Regions from separate parts of the Mus musculus genome. Here regions 1, 2, 3, 4 and 5 are each linked to region 6. A link is a contact called in public HiChIP or PLAC-seq and promoter capture Hi-C data. All regions are on one chromosome and are shown on one strand. The core of a region is the stretch at or near the end of the contact, and the rest is flanking DNA. Distances in the headings are between cores, read along the strand shown.

The links. Promoter capture Hi-C pulls out the DNA fragments that hold promoters and counts their contacts. HiChIP or PLAC-seq counts read pairs in DNA pulled down with a chosen protein or histone mark.
Region 1: a contact with region 6 is called in an H3K4me3 HiChIP or PLAC-seq map of embryonic stem cells, with 6 times the contacts expected there. The contact joins the promoter of Them6 here to the promoter of Mroh5 in region 6. A contact is called at or near these places in 10 of 39 promoter capture datasets (the 3T3-L1 cell line, cranial neural crest, embryonic stem cells and 5 more), 2 of 115 datasets of contacts at active chromatin or transcription factors (astrocytes and embryonic stem cells) and 1 of 9 other capture datasets (embryonic stem cells).
Region 2: a contact with region 6 is called in a promoter capture Hi-C map of embryonic stem cells, with 4 times the contacts expected there. The contact joins the enhancer-like site here to the promoter of Mroh5 in region 6. A contact is called at or near these places in 14 of 39 promoter capture datasets (the 3T3-L1 cell line, the C10 cell line, the HPC-7 cell line and 8 more), 5 of 115 datasets of contacts at active chromatin or transcription factors (embryonic basal ganglia, embryonic forebrain and embryonic stem cells) and 2 of 9 other capture datasets (adipose tissue and liver).
Region 3: a contact with region 6 is called in an H3K4me3 HiChIP or PLAC-seq map of embryonic basal ganglia, with 6 times the contacts expected there. The contact joins the promoter of Arc here to the promoter of Mroh5 in region 6. A contact is called at or near these places in 3 of 39 promoter capture datasets (cranial neural crest, embryonic stem cells and liver), 1 of 484 Hi-C or Micro-C datasets (cortical neurons) and 4 of 115 datasets of contacts at active chromatin or transcription factors (embryonic basal ganglia, embryonic forebrain, epiblast stem cells and 1 more).
Region 4: a contact with region 6 is called in a promoter capture Hi-C map of hippocampal neurons, with 4 times the contacts expected there. The contact joins the enhancer-like site here to the promoter of Mroh5 in region 6. A contact is called at or near these places in 15 of 39 promoter capture datasets (3T3-L1-derived adipocytes, the C10 cell line, the HPC-7 cell line and 9 more), 3 of 484 Hi-C or Micro-C datasets (embryonic stem cells and nephron progenitors), 6 of 115 datasets of contacts at active chromatin or transcription factors (embryonic basal ganglia, embryonic forebrain, embryonic hindbrain and 2 more) and 1 of 9 other capture datasets (liver).
Region 5: an H3K4me3 HiChIP or PLAC-seq map of embryonic basal ganglia shows a contact between it and region 6, with 8 times the contacts expected there. The contact joins the enhancer-like site here to the promoter of Mroh5 in region 6. A contact is called at or near these places in 16 of 39 promoter capture datasets (the C10 cell line, the HPC-7 cell line, HPC-7-derived erythroid cells and 9 more), 2 of 484 Hi-C or Micro-C datasets (cerebral cortex and embryonic stem cells), 9 of 115 datasets of contacts at active chromatin or transcription factors (SST interneurons, embryonic basal ganglia, embryonic forebrain and 6 more) and 2 of 9 other capture datasets (adipose tissue and embryonic stem cells).

What each region holds. Positions count from the first base shown.
Region 1 is chr15:74,719,766-74,722,654 of GRCm38.p6, forward strand. Them6 (thioesterase superfamily member 6) reads left to right here and starts at 1,469. Exons shown (of 2, transcript NM_198607.1): 1 at 1,469-2,042. The coding sequence starts at 1,530.
Region 2 is chr15:74,374,213-74,376,948 of GRCm38.p6, forward strand. The region is part of intron 2 of Gm19859 (a long non-coding RNA gene); the gene reads right to left. Among named protein-coding and RNA genes, the nearest start is that of Gm19859, 25 kb to the right of the region's middle. Within about 2 kb of position 1,374, at least 2 of the 459 cell types and tissues checked have an H3K27ac peak or open chromatin away from gene starts, as enhancers often do. A contact at or near this core is called in embryonic stem cells, where this site is marked.
Region 3 is chr15:74,671,215-74,674,156 of GRCm38.p6, forward strand. Arc (activity regulated cytoskeletal-associated protein) reads right to left here and starts at 1,356. Exons shown (of 3, transcript NM_018790.3): 1 at 1-1,356. The coding sequence starts at 1,158. It overlaps Gm32994 (a long non-coding RNA gene), which reads left to right and starts at 1,799. Exons shown (of 5, transcript XR_003951652.1): 1 at 1,799-2,209.
Region 4 is chr15:74,469,900-74,472,991 of GRCm38.p6, forward strand. The region is part of intron 2 of Gm32168 (predicted gene, 32168); the gene reads right to left. Among named protein-coding and RNA genes, the nearest start is that of Gm32168, 16 kb to the right of the region's middle. Within about 2 kb of position 1,737, at least 25 of the 459 cell types and tissues checked have an H3K27ac peak or open chromatin away from gene starts, as enhancers often do. A contact at or near this core is called in forebrain and hippocampal neurons, where this site is marked.
Region 5 is chr15:74,562,107-74,564,881 of GRCm38.p6, forward strand. Adgrb1 (adhesion G protein-coupled receptor B1) reads left to right here. Exons shown (of 31, transcript NM_174991.3): 18 at 1,854-1,995. Among named protein-coding and RNA genes, the nearest start is that of Adgrb1, 47 kb to the left of the region's middle. Within about 2 kb of position 1,460, at least 130 of the 459 cell types and tissues checked have an H3K27ac peak or open chromatin away from gene starts, as enhancers often do. A contact at or near this core is called in SST interneurons, cerebral cortex, embryonic basal ganglia and 5 more, where this site is marked.
Region 6 is chr15:73,838,258-73,841,444 of GRCm38.p6, forward strand. It overlaps Mroh5 (maestro heat-like repeat family member 5), which reads right to left and starts at 1,414. Exons shown (of 11, transcript NM_001368162.1): 1 at 1,311-1,414. Gm6569 (predicted gene 6569) reads left to right here. Exons shown (of 4, transcript NM_001374241.1): 4 at 1,172-1,651. The coding sequence ends at 1,632.

The sequences.
Region 1 (2,889 bases), core at 219-2,718, 880 kb after region 6:
CTGCAGACACCGTGGTCGGTTAGAACAACCAGACCAGGCAGTCAGGGTTCGGCTATGAGATAGACATGCATTATATACACGTGAACCTTCAGCGAGGTGTGCTCAGGTCCCTGGGAGAGGACTCTGGCAATGTGACACAGGCTGGGGTACAGGAGAGGAAAATGAGAGCAAAGTGGACAGTGTGTAGAAGTGACGAGAGCAGCCAACAGAAAGGCTGGGAATGAAGGATGGTGACAGGAACAGAGGGGAGCCTGGAGGTGGGTGCTCATTCACATTCTTTCCTGTTTCAAAGGCCTGGCTACCAGTGGGCAGATCTCTCCCCTGGAGGCAAGAGACAGGGTGGACAGTAGGTGACAGAAAACCCATTATCTGAGCAATGAACTTAGAGAGCCTTACTTAGTCTCTTCCTTCTGAGGATCTGTCCCTCCCCAAGCTAGAGTACAGACCAGGACAAAGTGGGTGTTGTAAGTGTAACCAGTATGCGGGGAAGGTTCTTCTTCCGGTCCTTTGAAGCTACCCTAATAGGCAGTGAATTCCTTGTCTCTCCAGAGACCCCAGGCACTCGCTTTGCCAAAGCTCCTAGCTTCAGAAGTAAAACTGAAAAAGACCTGTGCTCTGGTCAGTGACTACAGCGGACCCACCCAGCTCAGCATGGGACAGTGGAGTGATGCTGACCAGGGTATCTGGAAGGCCATCAGCCCATCCATCCCTGGGCTCCCTACCAGTCACTTGCATACAGGATTGTTACAGAGTCCTGGAGAGGAGAGACAGCCTGACCTTGGGACCTACCCCTATGCCAAAGAAAAGGGACTGACATTCCACAAACCACGGTCTGCACCTTTAGCCCGGTTGATAATGTCATTTACATTCATCACACCCCTCTCCATGCCCCACCTCTCCTCCATCTTGCATTAAAAGAGATAAAGGGTAGGAATTATTGGGGTGTACTTGGGATAATCAAGATTTTTGGCGGGCGGGGACAAGTAACGTGCATGCAGACTGAGACTGAAAGACACCCGGAAGACCATGAACGTCCCAGGGGCCGTGCAGAAATGGGATGTCTGGATAGGCTCTCAGCATCCTTGGAGATGCATTGTTTGTTTTCCTGGCAAAGTTCCCCAGCTGCTCCGCAGAAGTTCTGGAATTCTTTGGCTATGCTCATCTGAGCTACTGACTGGATCACTAGCGGGAGCAGGCTTCCTTGTCACTCTTGCACCTGCAGGGCCGAGCGCCGTAGCCAGGTGGCGCTGTACTGCTCGGAGCGTCCCGCCGTGACCCGCCCCGCCCCGAGAAAAGCGAAAGCCGCTAACGCAGAGGACCCAGACTAGGCCATCGAGGACGCGCGCAGGGGGGAACCAGTATCTGTGCGAGCTACTCCAGCTCACGGCGCCGCTGCCTCTGGAGTACTCCCCCTCGGACTGCTGGAAGAGTTGGTGCGCTCCAGTCCTCGGAGCTCCCAGGCTTCAGGGCCGGCCGGCAGCAGGCAACCTGCGCAGCGGGCTCCTGGACACCAGGTGCCCGCTGCCAAGATGCTGGAGCTGTTGGTGGCGTCGTTATCCCTGGCGCTCGCCTTCTTTGCGCTGCTGGACGGCTGGTACCTGGTGCGCGTGCCGTGTGCTGTTCTGCGCGCACGCTTGCTGCAGCCGCGGGTCCGCGACTTATTGGCGGAGCAGCGGTATGCCGGCCGGGTGCTGCCATCGGACCTGGACCTGCTGCTACACATGAACAACGCGCGCTACCTGCGCGAGGCGGATGTGGCGCGCGCTGCGCACCTGACCCGCTGCGGTGTGCTGGGGGCGCTGCGCGACCTGAACGCGCACACGGTGCTGGCCGCCTCGTGCGCGCGCTATCGCCGCTCGCTGCGCCTGTTTGAGCCGTTCGAGGTACACACGCGACTGCAAGGCTGGGACGACCGCGCCTTCTACCTGGAGGCGCGTTTTGTCAGCCTTCGCGATGGTTTCGTGTGCGCCTTGCTGCGTTTCCGACAGCACGTGCTGGGCACCTCGCCGGATCGAGTAGTACAGCACTTGTGCAAACGGAGGGTGAGCAGCCCCACCCCGATGCCCCGGCCCTGTTTGGCTCTCAGCCCTCTCCCGCGAGAAAAACCCCTTTGAAGTTCTGGGACTGTTCCAATGTCGGAACACTTTTGCACGTTTCCTCTGTGTCCAAGGAGTTGCCCTTCTTGGGGTCCCCATCATCTATGAACCAAGGCTTTTCCGTTCAGGCCTAGCCAGTTTTGAATTTACTCCCAAGCACAGAGTTTCTCCTCTCTCCCTCTCTTCTAGAACTGAGATGCTCAGAGTAGGTATCTCAGCTAGGAGTCTGAGTCCTAGTTCTGTGTGTTCTACAGTGCTGAGTCACCCTCTGTGGTCTTTGGTTTTGAGTATGGGATAAAAGGATGTCAGTTAGAAGCAGTTGCTGGGAATTCTAGTGGACTCGAGGCCCTCTTTGGCGCAGCTTGCAGCAGAGAGGACTGGGGGTTGGATTGACCCCAGGGGACCACAAGCCTTGAGTCTTTCCAAGGTTGGAAGGAGGAGAACCCTGTGCCTGCTGGGACACAAGGCCCCTCCCCAGGGTCCACTCCTCTAGCACGGTGGCAGAGCTAGCTACTGCAGTATAGCAACTGTGACCTTGGAGACAGCCAGAGTAGTGATGGTTGCCAAGGCAGGCTCCTGAAGAGTACCAGGGCATGCCCCACCCTATTGTTCCCGCCTGTCTTGGACAAGTGCCTCCTCTTAGAGTATAGGAATGACCTTACATCAGTGCTGAGGGGCTATATCTGAAGGGAAACACGGGCTCGAGAAGTCCTCCCAGCAATTGGTGGCAGAGAAGGCTCTCCCTCGCTTTCTCTCTTTATCTAGTCATGAGTTCCCATGGGCTGTTTGGTAC
Region 2 (2,736 bases), core at 124-2,623, 540 kb after region 6:
CTGCAGTTACCACCAGCAGTGAAGTCCTACAGGAGAGGAAGTCTTTGGATGGGCGTCTGGCTAGAGGGGCCAGCCAGTTAGTATCTGAGAGCTTTACAAAGTACAAAACTGCAATGATAAAAAAAATATAGTAGATTTCAGATTAACAAACTGAAGGAAAGCCAGCCCCAATAAATCAATAGTAGATTGAACTTGCCAAGCATCTGACTTTTATAATTCAGCAGTTTACAGGAGACATATTGAAGTCAGAAAGACACCTTAACATCTTAAAATGAAAGAACAGAGAGCATTAATCAGAAGAAACCTGGGATAATCCCATTAGCAACAGGCAAGAGGGACTTTGGAACAATGGCATCATGTAGGACAGGAAAGGACTATCCTCAACAGTGCTCAGCTTGTAGACAACCTATAAAAGTGCTATAAAATATATAAAGCATACAGTCACAGAGCTGCAGGAAGAGATTTTCAAACCCACTCTCCATTTGTGTCAGGCCAAACAAGGGCAGAGAAGGGATGAGAACAAAACGCTAAGAGGCAGGATTTAATGCATACCAATGCTTTCCATGAAGCCATAAAGGAATATATGTTTCTCTCAAGTACACAGGGAACATTTACAGAAATGGAAAGTTCTAGGCCATAAGGCAAGTCTTACAGTTTCAAAAAATCCTTATCACAGCAAAGAAATTCTCTGAACAAAATGAATCTTTTAGAAAGTGATGAAGAAAAGAATAAATTAAAACCCCACCCTGCAATTAGAAATTTCACAATTTACTTCTTAATTAAAATAGATCAGAGAAAATCATGATAGATAATTACATTTTAACACTGAGAAATAATGAAAATACTGTGTATTTTCACAACCTGAAAGACACAATGAAAAAGGGGCTTTTGGAGGCGAGGTTCCGAGCACAGTTATTTTCTAGACAACTGCAAGGCTTGAGTCAGGTGTGGTGGTGCACACATGTCATCCCGACGCTTCGGAGGGGTAAGCAGGAGGGTCAGGAGTTCAAGGTCATCCTCAGCTACATCCTGAGTGTGATGATGGCTTGGGGCCCATGAGACTCTGTCTCACAACCTTTCCCCACCAAAAAGAAATAAAGTCCATGTGCTAAGCAGCCAACTTTAGAAATCAGAGGCTAACTCTAAAGGACACACCCAAAGATGGAAAGAGACTCAGAGTTGAGAGGACCAACAATAAAATCAAACATGAAATGAAGCAAAAGCCCAAGATGAATCCTTAGAAATACAGAAAAGACAAAGTGTGGGGAAAGCAGAGCAGAAAGACATAAGTGGATACGTAAACAGGATCCCTAGTGAGTCCCAGAAAGAACAGACCACTTACATGCTGTGATTGGATACTAGACACAATGGGCTTGCCTAAGACACATACCTTTTCAAAACCAGCTCAACAAGAAAAACAGGGGCTAGAGAGTTGGCTCTGTCAGTTAAATGAGTGCTGTACACTCAGCAAGACTTGAGTTCAGATCCCCAATATTACATTAAAACAAAACCAGAGAAACAAAAATGCCAAGTTTTGTGCCTCTGTAACCAGTACTGGCAGGAGTGGAGACAGGAGAAGCCCTGGGGTCCTCTGGCCAACGGGCTTAGCTAGCCAAATTGATGCACTCCATGTCCAGTACGATACTGCCTTTAAAAAGTAAAGTAGTACTGGAGAGATAGCTCAGAGGTCAAAAGCACTGACTGCTCTTGCAAAGGACCTGAGTTCAATTCCCAGCACCCATAGGGTGGCTCACAAGCATCTGTAACTCCCAGTATCTGGAGATCCAACACCCTCTTCTGGTTTCTGATGGCACTGCTGACACATGGTACACATATGTACCACAGACAAAGCTATAATAATCAATTCATAATGGCAACGTAGTAGGCAACATGCAGAACTATGGCAAAGAACAGAAACTTCAGACCTAATCCTATACACATACCACAAACTGGCCTTTGACAAAGATGTTATGGCTATTTAGTGGAGCTGTGTAGTCTCTGTTGGGGAACATCACTATTCACAACCTGAAGAATAAAATGAAATGCCAAATTCTCTGCCTCATTCTGTTGTTCTCTCTCATGCGTGTGTATCTCTCCATGTGTGTCTGCTCAGTTTATTGTCTCTTTCTGTCTTTACATCTATCTGTCTCTTGGTCTCTACATTTATCTATCTCTCTCTGTCCCCCTTTCTCTGTCTCCATGACTCTATCTCTGTCTCTCTGTCTCTGTCTCTTTCTGTATTAAACTCTGTGTGTATTTGTGTCTATCAGTCTCTCTCTGTCTCTTTGTCTCTCTGCTTCTGTGCCTCCCCCCATTCTGTATGTGTGTAAAGACATGATGGAATAAAAGGGGGCTAGCTGGGAAGAAGGGGGCTTCATCAAGAGTGAGAGGAGAAGAGAAGGCAACAAGGGTGAATGAAAAGAAGACATTATATACATGTATAAAATTTTCACAAAAATCAATTCAAAATGGCCTATAGACTTAATAGCACAACTTAAAATTATGAAGCTACAGAAAGAAAATATGAGAGAGAGAGAGAGAGAGAGAGAGAGAGAGAGAGAGAGAGAGAGAGAGAACACCAGAGAGCTAGAGAGCCAAGTGTAGTGTCTTACATCTCTTCTCTGAGCACTTGGGAAATGGTGGCAGGAAGTTCTGGACTTTAAGGCTAGCCTTGACTACTCTCAAGTTCTAGGACAGCCTCGGCTACATGGGTCTCAGTCTCAAAAACAAAACCAC
Region 3 (2,942 bases), core at 106-2,605, 830 kb after region 6:
CTCGCTGGTAAGAGCAGGTGTGAGTGCCTCCGTCTCATCCTCTGTGGGCAGTGGGGTGCCAGAAGGCTCAGCTGCCTGCTCCAGGCCGTCCTGCACTTCCATACCCCTCTGGATAAGCTGCTCCAGGGTCTTGGGGAGTGGGTGGCGCAGAAAGCGCTTGAGTTTGGGCTGCAGGGTGCCCACCACATACTGAATGATCTCCTCCTCCTCAGCGTCCACATACAGTGTCTGGTACAGGTCCCGCTTGCGCCAGAGGAACTGGTCGAGTGGTTCACCCTGCTTCTGCGGCAGCTCCAGCTCCCGCTGAATGGCTTCACGGGAGAGTGTACCCTCACTGTATTGCAGAAACTCCTTCTTGAACTCCACCCAGTTCTTCACCGAGCCCTGCTTGAACTCCCACCACTTCTTGGCTGGCCCATTCATGTGGTTCTGGATCTGGGACAGCCAATATTCTTCAGAGCCACCCACCTGCCGCAGGTACTCTTCCAGGTGGCTCAGGAACTCCCGTGGGTCCTCGAAGATCTGTGTATCCACACCAGGGCTCGGTTGCCCATCCTCACCTGGCCCCCAAGACTGATATTGCTGAGCCTCAACTGACTCCTGTTCAGGCAGTTCTCCTGCGGCAGGTGGCGGGGTGATGGCATAGGGGCTAACGGTATAGTCATAGCCATCAGCTTCCTGGCAGTAGGGCTCTGGACCCCCCACACCTACAGAGACAGTGTGGCGGGCCGGCTCGCTGCCCACTGGGTATTTGCCGCCCATGGACTCCAGGCGGTCAGCCCACCTCTCCAGACGGTAGAAGACCTCCCTCCACACGTGCATCTCACGCTTGACCCAGCGCTCCAGGTTGGCGATGGTCTCCTGGCAGCGGCAAAGACAGGCCTTGATGGACTTCTTCCAGCGCTGTGAGTCGCCGGTGGGCACGTAGCCGTCCAAGTTGTTCTCCAGCTTGCCCACCGACCTGTGCAACCCTTTCAGCTCTCGCTCCACCTGCTTGGACACTTCGGTCAACAGATGCCGGTGGGTCCTCCGTACGTGTTCCAGCATCTCAGCTCGGCACTTACCAATCTGCAGGATCACATTGGGTTTGGCGGCCGGCCCACCCCGCGGGGCAGGGTAGGCGTGGAGGCCGCCGGTGGTCATATGGTCCAGCTCCATCTGGTCGTCGGTGCTGCGGCTCCGAACAGGCTAAGAACTCCTCTGAGGCAGAAGCCGGAAGGGAGCAGAGCCGGCGGCTGCAGCGGCAGTGGCAGGTGTGCGGTGCCGGAGGAGCTTAGCGAGTGTGGCAGGCTCGTCGCCGCTGAAGCTAGAGAGGCCCAGAGACTGCGGCTGCGGGAGAACTCGCTTGAGCTCTGCACCGAAACCGCCACCAGCGGCTATTTATGCTGCGCGGGGCCCGTGGGCGGCAGCTCGTGGAGCCCTGGCTCCCATTGGCGGCGCCCAGGCTCCGCGCCAGAGCCCGCCCGCGCCCTCTCCTGCCGCAGGCCCCGCCTTCCGCGCCTACTCGCTCCCCTCCCGTGGGTGCCCTCAAGGACCCGCCCCTTCACAGCCCCGAGTGACTAATGTGCTCTGCTGCGCGCCTCCCACCGGGAGGGATTTTGGGGACCGGAGACACTCTCCTCTACCTAGTCCTGGGCAGCGAGGATGAGGCTAAGGCAGGTTATTACCTACTGTTTGCCCTGGGGCCTCATGATCTCTTTTCTTAGGGAGCAGCTGGACGTTACCCCTCTGAATCTTTGATGCGCCCATCCTGACTCTTGCCCATCCTGACCACACAGTATGCAACTTCAGAAGTGCCTGGTAGGAATCTCTCACTCCAAACCCTTCTATCCTCAGCTGCCTTTGGTTAGCGGGACACACACACACACACACACACACACACACACACACACACACACCTACTTCCTGCCCAACCTTGCCCCAAGAGTCATAAGTCCAAATCCTAGCCTGGTCCAATATTGTTCGGGAACTCCACTCAGGCAAGGCTTTTTCTGGACCCCTTCATAGGTTTGTGGACACTGAGTGGCCCTGTCTGTGTGTCAGTGGCTGAACAGGGCCGCAGTGCCCTGAAACAGATGTATCACTTGAACCTGTACAGACACTGGGGTAGGGCATAGGGATATCAAGATGTGTAGGCAACATTGCTGAACCCTGAAGTCCCTAGGACCCAGCCACAACTGGACCAGAAGCTTCTCAAGCCTTCCAAGAGGTTAGTCCGGAGGAAGGAGGGAGGGAGAAGGAGGAAGGAGGGGAAGGAGCCTGCAGAGGAAAGCAAGATGCCATATAAGGAATGGGGCTCCGGAAGCTGAGATTCCCTCTAGAGGGAGGCCCCTTCCGATTCCCTGGCAACAGCCAACAGCGCTGTGGTGCAGTGGGGGAGGGCATCCTTCTTGACTTACACCAAGCCAGAAACACAGGTCTAGGTCTCCCATTTCCTGATGTTACTTGGGGACATATCACTGCCCACAGCAGAAGCCTACAGGGGCCCACAGACACATGGTGCCTGCAAGAACCCCCTTTCCTCTCTGCCAGCTCCCCCTCTCTCACACTCATACATACACACTGAACACTCATACCAACCAGCACTTAGCCCACTCACACCCTTCCATGTAGACTCATGCCCCCCACTCACGGCCCTCTCTGTGGACTCATGCCCCCCACTCATGGCCTTCCACACACACACCAGTGGCCCCCACTTGTAATCCACGTGTACTCACATCTCAGCTTCTCCCACCCCACTTTTGCTCACACACCTACAGAACTCTCCTAACCTCATATCCCTCAGAGCCCCCTCCTCTGTTTTCAAGAAGCTTTGGGGAGCCCTGCCTCTCTTAGAGCCAACCTGTCCCCCCTCCCCCCCCCCTCCACACACACACCCAGGGCTTCCATCCCTGAGAGGAATGTCTTTCTGGGGGAAAAAAAACTCCCCTAAAATGGCTCTC
Region 4 (3,092 bases), core at 487-2,986, 630 kb after region 6:
GCAGTCGGCCTCTGGGGGTACTCACTATGACCCAAAAATATCTATTGAAAAGAGAACTTTTTGCAGGTGCATGGGCCCCAGACAGAATGGTGTGGCCTTTGGGAGAGGAGGGGCTACCCACTTCTGCCCTGCAAGGTTTAAGCAGCCCCTGTGCCACTGTCCAGTAGGGAGGAAACTCAGTGGTCCATGAACCTACTCCTGTCTGCTATACACTGGAAGTTTCTAGATCACAGGGAACACACGGAAGATGACAAGAGAAGGTACCCCACCTTCCAGCCTTTGTGGCACACTTACATGATACCAAGTGTCCCTCCTAACACTCAGAAGCGCAAACATACTAGCACACACTAACATACTCCCACAAGCTCTACAGATGAGATGCTTTCACAGAGCTATGGAAAATGAGGTATAGAGATGAATCAACAGGCCCAAAGCCCCAGGACATCAGCAGTGTGGCCCAGCCTGGCTCTCAAGCAGACTATTCAGAAAATGAAAGCTGCAGTCACAGATGTCACACAATGGGGTGTGAGGGTAGAGGTGAAATTCTCAAGGATGCTTATGGGCGTCTGGGCTTTACAGGAAGCATCACAGAGACTCGTGCCACTAAGAACTGTTCCAGAAGCTAGTAAGAAGACAACCTTAGTGCATGTGCCTCAATCCAGACACCAATACAATCAGAAGTCTAGATCCTGCTCTACGTGTCTCCAGACTAAGTCTTTCCACTCTCCCACCCCAGGCTAGCCCCACTTCAGAAGGTGGCCATCTCACAGGTTCTCATTCTGCCCAGGGCTATCTCTGCCAGCCGTCCATACCCAAAAAGGCCCTGCCTTACCTCACAGAGAAACAGCAAGCTGCAGAGCAGACACACACAAGGAAAAACAGAAAGACTAAAAAAGAAAGTTCTAGAGAAGAGTATGAGTGACTGCCTACAGGAAATGAAAACATGGGTAGTCCTCCCTCACTTATGAGCGTTCTATAAGGAAGAAGTTCTACTTGGGAGGAACTGTAATGAAACCCTCCATTTTTAGTGTATAGAGGGGTGTGTGCACATGAAGGCATGTGCATACAATCTGTGTATGGGTGAACATGCATGTATGTGTACATGTATGTAGAGGCCAGAGGAGAACCTGGAGTGTTATTCCTCAGAATTCACCTGTCTTGTTGCTGTTGCTGTTGCTGTTGCTGTTGCTGTTGCTGTTGCTGTTGCTGTTGCTGTTGCTGTTGTTGCTGTTGCTGTTGTCGCTGTTGTTGAGACAGGGTCTTTCTGGCCTGGAGCTCATCGGGAAGGCTACGATGACTAGCCAGCAAGCCTAGCAGTTCCTCCCATCTCTGCCTCCACCGCTCTTGAATTACAGATGCCCACTGCCACACCCAGCTTGTTTTCACACAGGTTGTGGGGATCTAACTCAGGTCCTCATGTTTGCAGAGCAAGCAGTTCGCCAATTTAGTTCTTTCCAAGCCCTCTCTTTTTAGAACAAAGGGTAAAAATATATCAAAACTTTCCAGTGTGCTTCCTTTCCAATTTCATACCAATATACATGTACAAACACACACACACACACACACACACACACACACACACACACACACACACACATGGACGCATGTAGACATGTACAAGCCCAGCCAGCCTCTAGGACCTGGCTTTGCCTCACATCCAAGCAGCAGAATCTTGAACGCTCTAATGCAACCAGAGCTGTTCGGGGCCCAGCCTAAGGTCAGCCGACATCCTGGTGACTGATGCTCATGCTGTACCCAGGAGACACTGAGTCAGAGCATGGCTCACACCAGCACTCCCTCTTAGGTATGGAGTTTTCCACTTGGGAAGCAGACCATTTCCTATTCCTCTGGTACCTAATACCCCCTCAAACAAAGGCCACGTGCCCTGAGGCACAGTGTTACCCATACACAGCCTCTGGTCCTTTACTATCTCCTGATCATGTGCATGTATAAGTATATGTGCCTGTATGTGCAACTGAGAGCCAGAGAAGGGCCCTGATGAGGGATGTACAATTACATGAATCAGTGTTGTTATAGCAACTTCAACTCTGCGTCAAACAGAATGCAGCCAGGCACCCCCGGGCACCTTGCAGAATGATGCCTAGAATCAGCAGCAGAGAAGCTGGATCACTACCATCATGAAAGGGCGGTCAAAATGCCAGCCGTGGGCACCCCTTTCCCCAACTCCACCTGCTGAGGCTGTCTTCACCACAGCCTCCCTTCCTCCTACCTGCAGGAGCCCCACAAGAGGCCAGACAACTGTTCCAGCAATCAGTCCCTCCTCCCTAAGATGGCAGTTAAAGAGAAGTACAGCGTCTATGTCACAAAGGAACAGGCAGAGAGCGCCACTAGCGCAGCGGGCAAACAAGAGGGCCTGGGTGAAAAGATCACAGGGGAAGAGGAAAGTGTGGCCCTCATTCCCTTAGGCGCATCCCACTCATAGGGAAAACCTCCTTCAAGCAGGTGGCCCAGCCTACCATGAGACAACTCAGCCAGTGGGCTGTATGCCTACACCACTACGCATACACAAACCTCAGGCCTGAGTGGATGGAGAATCTATGTCACCACATCCCAGCCTACAGACAGCCTCACAGAGGTCCAAGCCTGACCTAGGCTGTCTAGCTGGTGAGAGGCCAAGATGGAATCTGGACCCAGATCCTGCTCCCGCCAAGCTATACTGGCACTAGTCAGGCTTTGGCTACATCTGGGAGCAGCCACAGCCATGGAGCTAGAAGCCTGCAAGGCCAGAAAAACTGCCTGACTGTGCCAGATCCAGATCCCCACGGAGGTCAGCAAAGCTGGGCACAGGTTCAACTTGGGAAGATATGGCCTAACGGGAAGGTGGCTGTGTACTTGCGGATGCCCAAAGCCACTCTCAATGTCTGGAGTGGGACTCCTGAGAGAGGCAGTGTGCCCTCTGCATGAGGCTCAGAGGAGGTCCCAACCAGGTGCCAGGCTGAGCAGCCAGGATGGAGAGAGAACTGGGCCAACCCTGACCACGGCTATGGCCCACAGCAACATGGGCTCAAAGCCAGAGCCTTCTCAGCAGACGCAGGCAGCCTGCTCCCGAAGCTTCACAAGGGAAATGCTAG
Region 5 (2,775 bases), core at 210-2,709, 720 kb after region 6:
CTTGAGTAGTGGTTGTCTCGGTTCCCTGGAGTTGATACTGCGGCTGCCCTTTGGGGACTGGCAAAGTGCTGATGGGACAGGGTCTCAAGGTTCAGAGGCTTTCCTGAGGGCTAAAACTCTGCATTGGAGGACCTTTCCTTTTCCTCTATCTACTCTGTATTCCTGCTCTCGCTGTGGACAAAGAGGGCCCTCAGGTAGAACCTTGGGCCTCAAATCCTGGCATTCATGGGCTGGGAGCCTTGTAGTTTGGTGTGCACTGCATCTCAGAGTGAGCTAACCAGCATAGGGGATGGAGAGGAACCCACAAAGCCCAGAGCAGCGCTACAACCCCTAGGCTAGCCCATAACCTGTCAGGCTTCTCTGGAGTAATTCTTTCTGAGGGGCAGAGGGACCGAGAGGGAGATGCAGATGCTGCAAGTCCTACCTCCCTGGGCCTGACTCACTGGGTTGTTGAGAAGAGGGGGAAGGAAGAAAGGAGTCACTGGAAATTAAGGGAAGGCTTAGACTCCTGACAGCTGAGGCTGCTGTTGGCTGCCAGCATGCATTCCAGTCAGGCACTGAGTTGTGCAGCGCTGCGCTGTGTTGGGAGTCCCTCCTCTCTTTAGAGACAAGGAAACTGAGGCAAGGGGGTAAAAGTAACTGTGCTCCTGCAGGTAGGATGCAGCAGAAGTGTTGTGGAAATCCAGATATCTGGCTAGTCTTTTCGTTCTTAGTATATATGTGCAGTCAGGGCTATGTGTTAGTCAGGGCTGTGCCCAGGGAAGTTGTCTAATGCCACCAGAGAAAGCAACCAGACAAAGAAAACCCACCGCAGGTGTAGATAGGCAGGCCCATTCCTGTCTGTGGATTTTATAGTCTTTGCTGGCACTGCGGAGGGGGCCTGGAAAAGGCCTCAGGCCATCGTTCTGGCTAGGAATGGAAGCTACAGCCTAAAGGCTTCCTGGGTACATAGAGAGGACATCTGGCTGGCCTCCCAAAGCCTTGGGCTGGGAAAGGGTAAAGCCTTCCTGGCCTTGGGTTCAAGAGACCACTCCCACCTGCAACTCTTGTTAGCCCAAATCCTGGGGGGTGCTTCTGGGACTGAGTTCCAAAAAGGTGGCCCCTGGCACTTCCTGTAGGGCAAGCTCAACCCCAGGGCCAGAGGGTGAAAGATGGAAGCTGGCAACTTTCTGTTTAGAGACCTGCCTGGTAGGCCCCGGGGGGTTGGTGGGGGTAGAAAAAGAAGGAGGGGGTGTTTGCTGGAATCCTTCAGATCCTGGTGCATCCAGAACATAGCTAACTAGCACTTTGCTTAACTGAAATGGGGCCAGCGGAGGCCTGGAGGCAGCAGGAGGGGCCAGGGTCAGCGCGCAGAGGGAAGTTTCCAGCAGCTGGCCAGCTCCCTGCAGGGAGGGCTGTGCTAGTCCCGTACTTGGAGCCGCAGATACCCTGGCGGCCGGTCCTGGAGGATGCAGCCGCGCGGCCGCGCGGGATGGAGCCATCCCAAGGTCACCAGCTCCGAAGAGCCCCGGGCTGTGAGGCTGGGGTACTCCGGGACGGCCCCTCGCGCGCCCCCGCGCCAGGGCCTCGGGCTCGCGCGGGCTCGCGGCCGGGCAAGCTGGCGGGCGGGGCGGCCGGGCCCCGGGCCAGCTCCCGCCTCCCTCCCGCCGCTCCCGCGGCTCGCGCTCCCGCGGGCCGCGCTCCGCGTCTCCAGCGCGCGGCGGGCGGTGCAGAGCGCGGCCATGGGCGCCGGGGCGGCGGGTCCTGGCGGCGGGGCGGTCGCGCGGCGGGCGCAGGTGCGGGCCGGGCCGGGCCGGGCGGGCGCGGAGCCCGCGCGCCGCCGCTGACGCTGTCTCCCGTCCCGCCGCCCGCAGACCCTCCTCCTCCGCCCCCCCGCAGCTCGGGCCCTGGTCGTGGCGCGGCTGCCGCACGGTGCCCCTCGATGCCCTCCGGACGCGCTGCCTGTGTGACCGGCTCTCCACCTTCGCCATCTTAGCCCAGCTCAGCGCCGACGCGGTGAGACCCGGGCGGCGGGGGGCTCGGGGCGCGGGACGCGGGCGGGGACATGAGCGCGGGCGGGCGGGAGGCTCAGGGCCAGGCCCGGCTCCCCCCAGGGGTCTCAGCGCCTGGCAGCCACAGTGTCCCGTTGAAGTCCTGGAGATGGTGAGTGGGAGCCTGGTGGGTGGCAGTGTGGAGTTTAGAGACCCTCAGGAAGTGACTGTCAGGTGGGTCCTGTCTCCACTCTCCTTGGAGGCCTTGGGCCTTGGAGACCTTACAACTGGGGCTGGGAAGCAGGCCTGTGGACCCCTTCGCTTTGCTTGCAGAGAACCGAGAAGAGGAGCTCCTTCGCACAGCGCTTCTGCCTGCCCCCGCCCCAGTGGAGCCTGGGCTGCGGAGGTGGCTGTGTCCCCAGGCAGGGTTCTGGGGGTGGCTGAGGCTGCTGGGCCTGGCCCAAGTCCCTAGACAGGCCCCATGGTCTCAGGGGCCTCCTTTTTTTGTTCCTGTGATTCTTGTGGGGGCTGCTGGTTTCTATGGTGACAGCATCTCAGGCCAGCTTGCTGCCTGGGGCTCTGGGTGCTGGCCCAGCCCTCTAAACTGGTGGGCTTTCCTGTCCCTACAGCCTCATGAAGGCCAGGAGAGTGGGGGTAGGGACTGGAGCTGCAGAGTTCTTGGGCCAGACTGGCCCAGGAAGGGAAAGAGACAGGGTCTGAGACCTGGCACCCAGCCCAGCCCAGCACTCTTGTGGAAGAGGCCCCAGGGTTGGAATGAAGGACTCTGGGGAGAGGACTTGGCTCT
Region 6 (3,187 bases), core at 164-2,663:
CAAAACTTGTCTCTACCAGCACCTCAGAGGAATTCCCACAGCCCCTTCTGTGGCTTCACCCGATCCTGGTACTGAGGAGTAAGACAGAGACTTCGAAGGCAGCCAGGGAGACAGGATAGGCTGCAGGGATTGGGGCAGGGTTCACTGGTCCTCTGAGCTGTAGATTGAGGGTGTGACCCTTGCAGGTCCTGCCTGTGCATCTCAAACCATCTGCAGGTCTGGCTCTCCCCACTGGGCTAGGTGGGTCACCTCCAGTTCATCTCTCCTCCTGGCATAACACCCCTCATCCTGCTCAAGGTTCTGACTCAAGAAGGCATTTGTTTATCTACGGAGGTGGAAGAACAGGCTTTGCTGTCTGGCTCATGGCTACAGGCAGTACCTAGTCCAGAGCCTGATTGCACACAGCAGGTGCTCAGTAAGTGCACTAAGTAAGAATAGTAACAGAGGCCCCTCGGCATGGGTGCGGCACTGTGGGGGTTTATTGCAGCCCTACAGCATGGTTTTCCTATCCTTAGACCTTTGCCTGTAGCAAATATGGAATGTTGACCCCAATTGCATTGTGGGAGCCCACATATTTTCTAGCCTGAAACTGGGACTGGTCCCCATCCAGGGGACCAGCATCTGCTGCCATGCCAAGTCCCTGCACCCCGTATCTCCCCGTGAGAGCTCCACTCTCCTTACCCTTGCTTCCTCCTCATGGGAACCAAGCTGAAGACCCCAGGCCAGGCCCACAGTCTGCATATTCACAGTAGTCAGCTTGGATTTTGTTGATCCTCCTGCCCTAACGGCTGCTTGCCGCCACCTGCTGGGTGAATCCTACTATCTGAGCCTCCTGGCTAACTCGCTTCCTCCCCATCTTGAACTTTCTGCCCAGCAGCCTGACTTTTTCATACTCTCGGGACCTTGCAGGCCTTCACAGCCTGCTGATGCTGTTCCTCAGGACAGTGGACAACTTCCCCTTTGCAGGGAGAGGTGACAGGAGGTAGGAGAGAGGTCAGGGATGGAGGCAGGTCCCCCTTAGGTGTTGAGAAGGGGCTCATTTCTCACTCCCCAGTGGTCCCCACCTGTTTCTTCTGGCCCAGTGGCCTCTCCTTCCATGACCCCAGCCTCCCCGCGCCGGGGACAAGCGTGTCCCCCCCCCAGCCCCCGCTGACTGTCGCGCCCGCCGCAGGACCGGCTGCACCCCCCGCACCGCGCTTCCCCGACATCTACGGCGGCGACGCGCAGCTTTGGGAGGCGCATTTCCGCGGCATCGGGCGCGCCTACCGCGCTTTGGGCAAAGAGGACGACTTCGCTATCCGCGTGCTCACCGAGGACTTCACGCTGCCTTTCCCGTTCGCCTGGCCGCCAGGCCCGGACCCGGCCACCGGGCCGCTCTTCTACGACCCGCGGGACCGCGCGGGCTTCGACTTCCTGCTGCGCGGCCCCGGCGCGCCTCCCCCAGCGCTGCTGCGACCCCTGCACGCCACGGCGCAGGCGGCCGAGCGCAAGCGGCGCCTGGAGCGCCTGGCGCTGAGCTACGCCGGCGCTGGCAGGCCACCCGGCTTGGTGCTGCTGGCGCCCGCCGCCGCCGCCTTCCCTCCCGAAGCTGGCCGTCCTGCTTGGCGCGCCCTTCCCCGTGACAGTGAATAAAGCCTCTGCTTCTCCCGTTCCCGCGTCTGGCCTCGCCCTGTACCGTGAACCAGGGAAGCCGGGGAGGGGACGCGGGACACGATGCCTGCACCTTCTCAACCGCCTAGTGAGTCTGAGAGTCAGGTGGAAAAGGTGACTCCGGCAGGCTGTGAGGATGAGATGATCCTGGGGAAGGTGGGAGGTCAGGACTTCATCCCCCAGTTGTCATTCTTGCTCAGCTCTAGGATGGGAAGTTACACGATCTCATCTGGTGTGGACTGCTTGGCCTCCAAGGAGTAGCTGGATGCTGGCTGTCCTTGTGTCTCACTCCAAGGGCCACCGCGTCTCAGGTTTCTATGACAGTCGCTAGGGATGCACAAGGGTAGAGTGTAAGCATGGAAAATATGAGAGAGGCAGTGTCAGGAAGGAGTTCTGACAGTCTCCAGCCTGCCTTCTTCTCTGTCCCCTCCCAGAAGGATCCTGTCTACTCCCTTGAAAATCCGAGAGGATTTCCTGGAATATGGCACATGTGACCTGGGCTTCCAGCTTGTCCCTATCTAGGTCGAAAATTTTAGGCAGAAGTCTGTGTGGGCAGCAAGGAAGGACTGCCTAGCCCTGGTGACATCTCTACATCGTGTGATATCAAGCAGTAAGGCTGAGTGGCCTTTAGTGAAAGGGCCAGGCTCCATCCTGATTTGGGGGGTGGGGGACCTTTGGGTTCCTGGTGTAGAGGAGCCTGTGGGCTGGAGGCCCGTTTCCACACAAGAGCATCTGGACTTGAGATTTTGCTTCTGTTTTTGTTTGTTTCTTCTAATACAGGAGTTATTTATAATTTCCCAGTGCTGGGAGGAAAAAAAAATTCCAAGTCTTGGCAGAACAACTTAGATGGAATGTTCACTTTAGGGGATGTGGTGGAGAAGCAGGGACAGGAGAGGGAAGAAAGAGGGGGAAGAGGAGAAGGAGCAGGAGGAGGAGGGAGAGGAGGAGGAGGAGCAGGAGGAGCAGGAAGAGAAGAAGGAGGAGCAGGAGGAGCAGGAGCAGCAGGAGGAGCAGGAGGAGCAGGAGCAGGAGGAGGAGCAGGAGGAGGAGCAGGAGCAGGAGGAGGAGCAGGAGGAGGAGCAGGAGGAGCAGGAGCAGGAGCAGGAGGAAGAGGAGGAGCAGGAGCAGGAGCAGGAGGAGCAGGAGGAGCAGGAGCAGGAGGAGCAGCAGGAGCAGAGCAGGAGCAGGAGCAGGAGCAGGAGCAGGAGCAGCAGCAGGAGCAGCAGCAGGAGCAGGAGCAGGAGGAGCAGGAGGAGGAGCAGGAGGAGGAGCAGGAGGAGGAGCAGGAGGAGGAGCAGGAGCAGGAGGAGCAGGAGGAGCAGGAGGAGCAGGAGCAGCAGGAGCAGCAGGAGCAGCAGCAGGAGCAGCAGCAGGAGCAGCAGCAGGAGCAGCAGCAGGAGCAGCAGCAGGAGCAGGAGCAGGAGCAGGAGCAGGAGCAGGAGCAGGAGCAGGAGCAGGAGCAGGAGCAGGAGCAGGAGCAGGAGCAGGAGCAGGAGCAGGAGACACAGTACAACAACAAAGGCAGCTTAGGCTACAG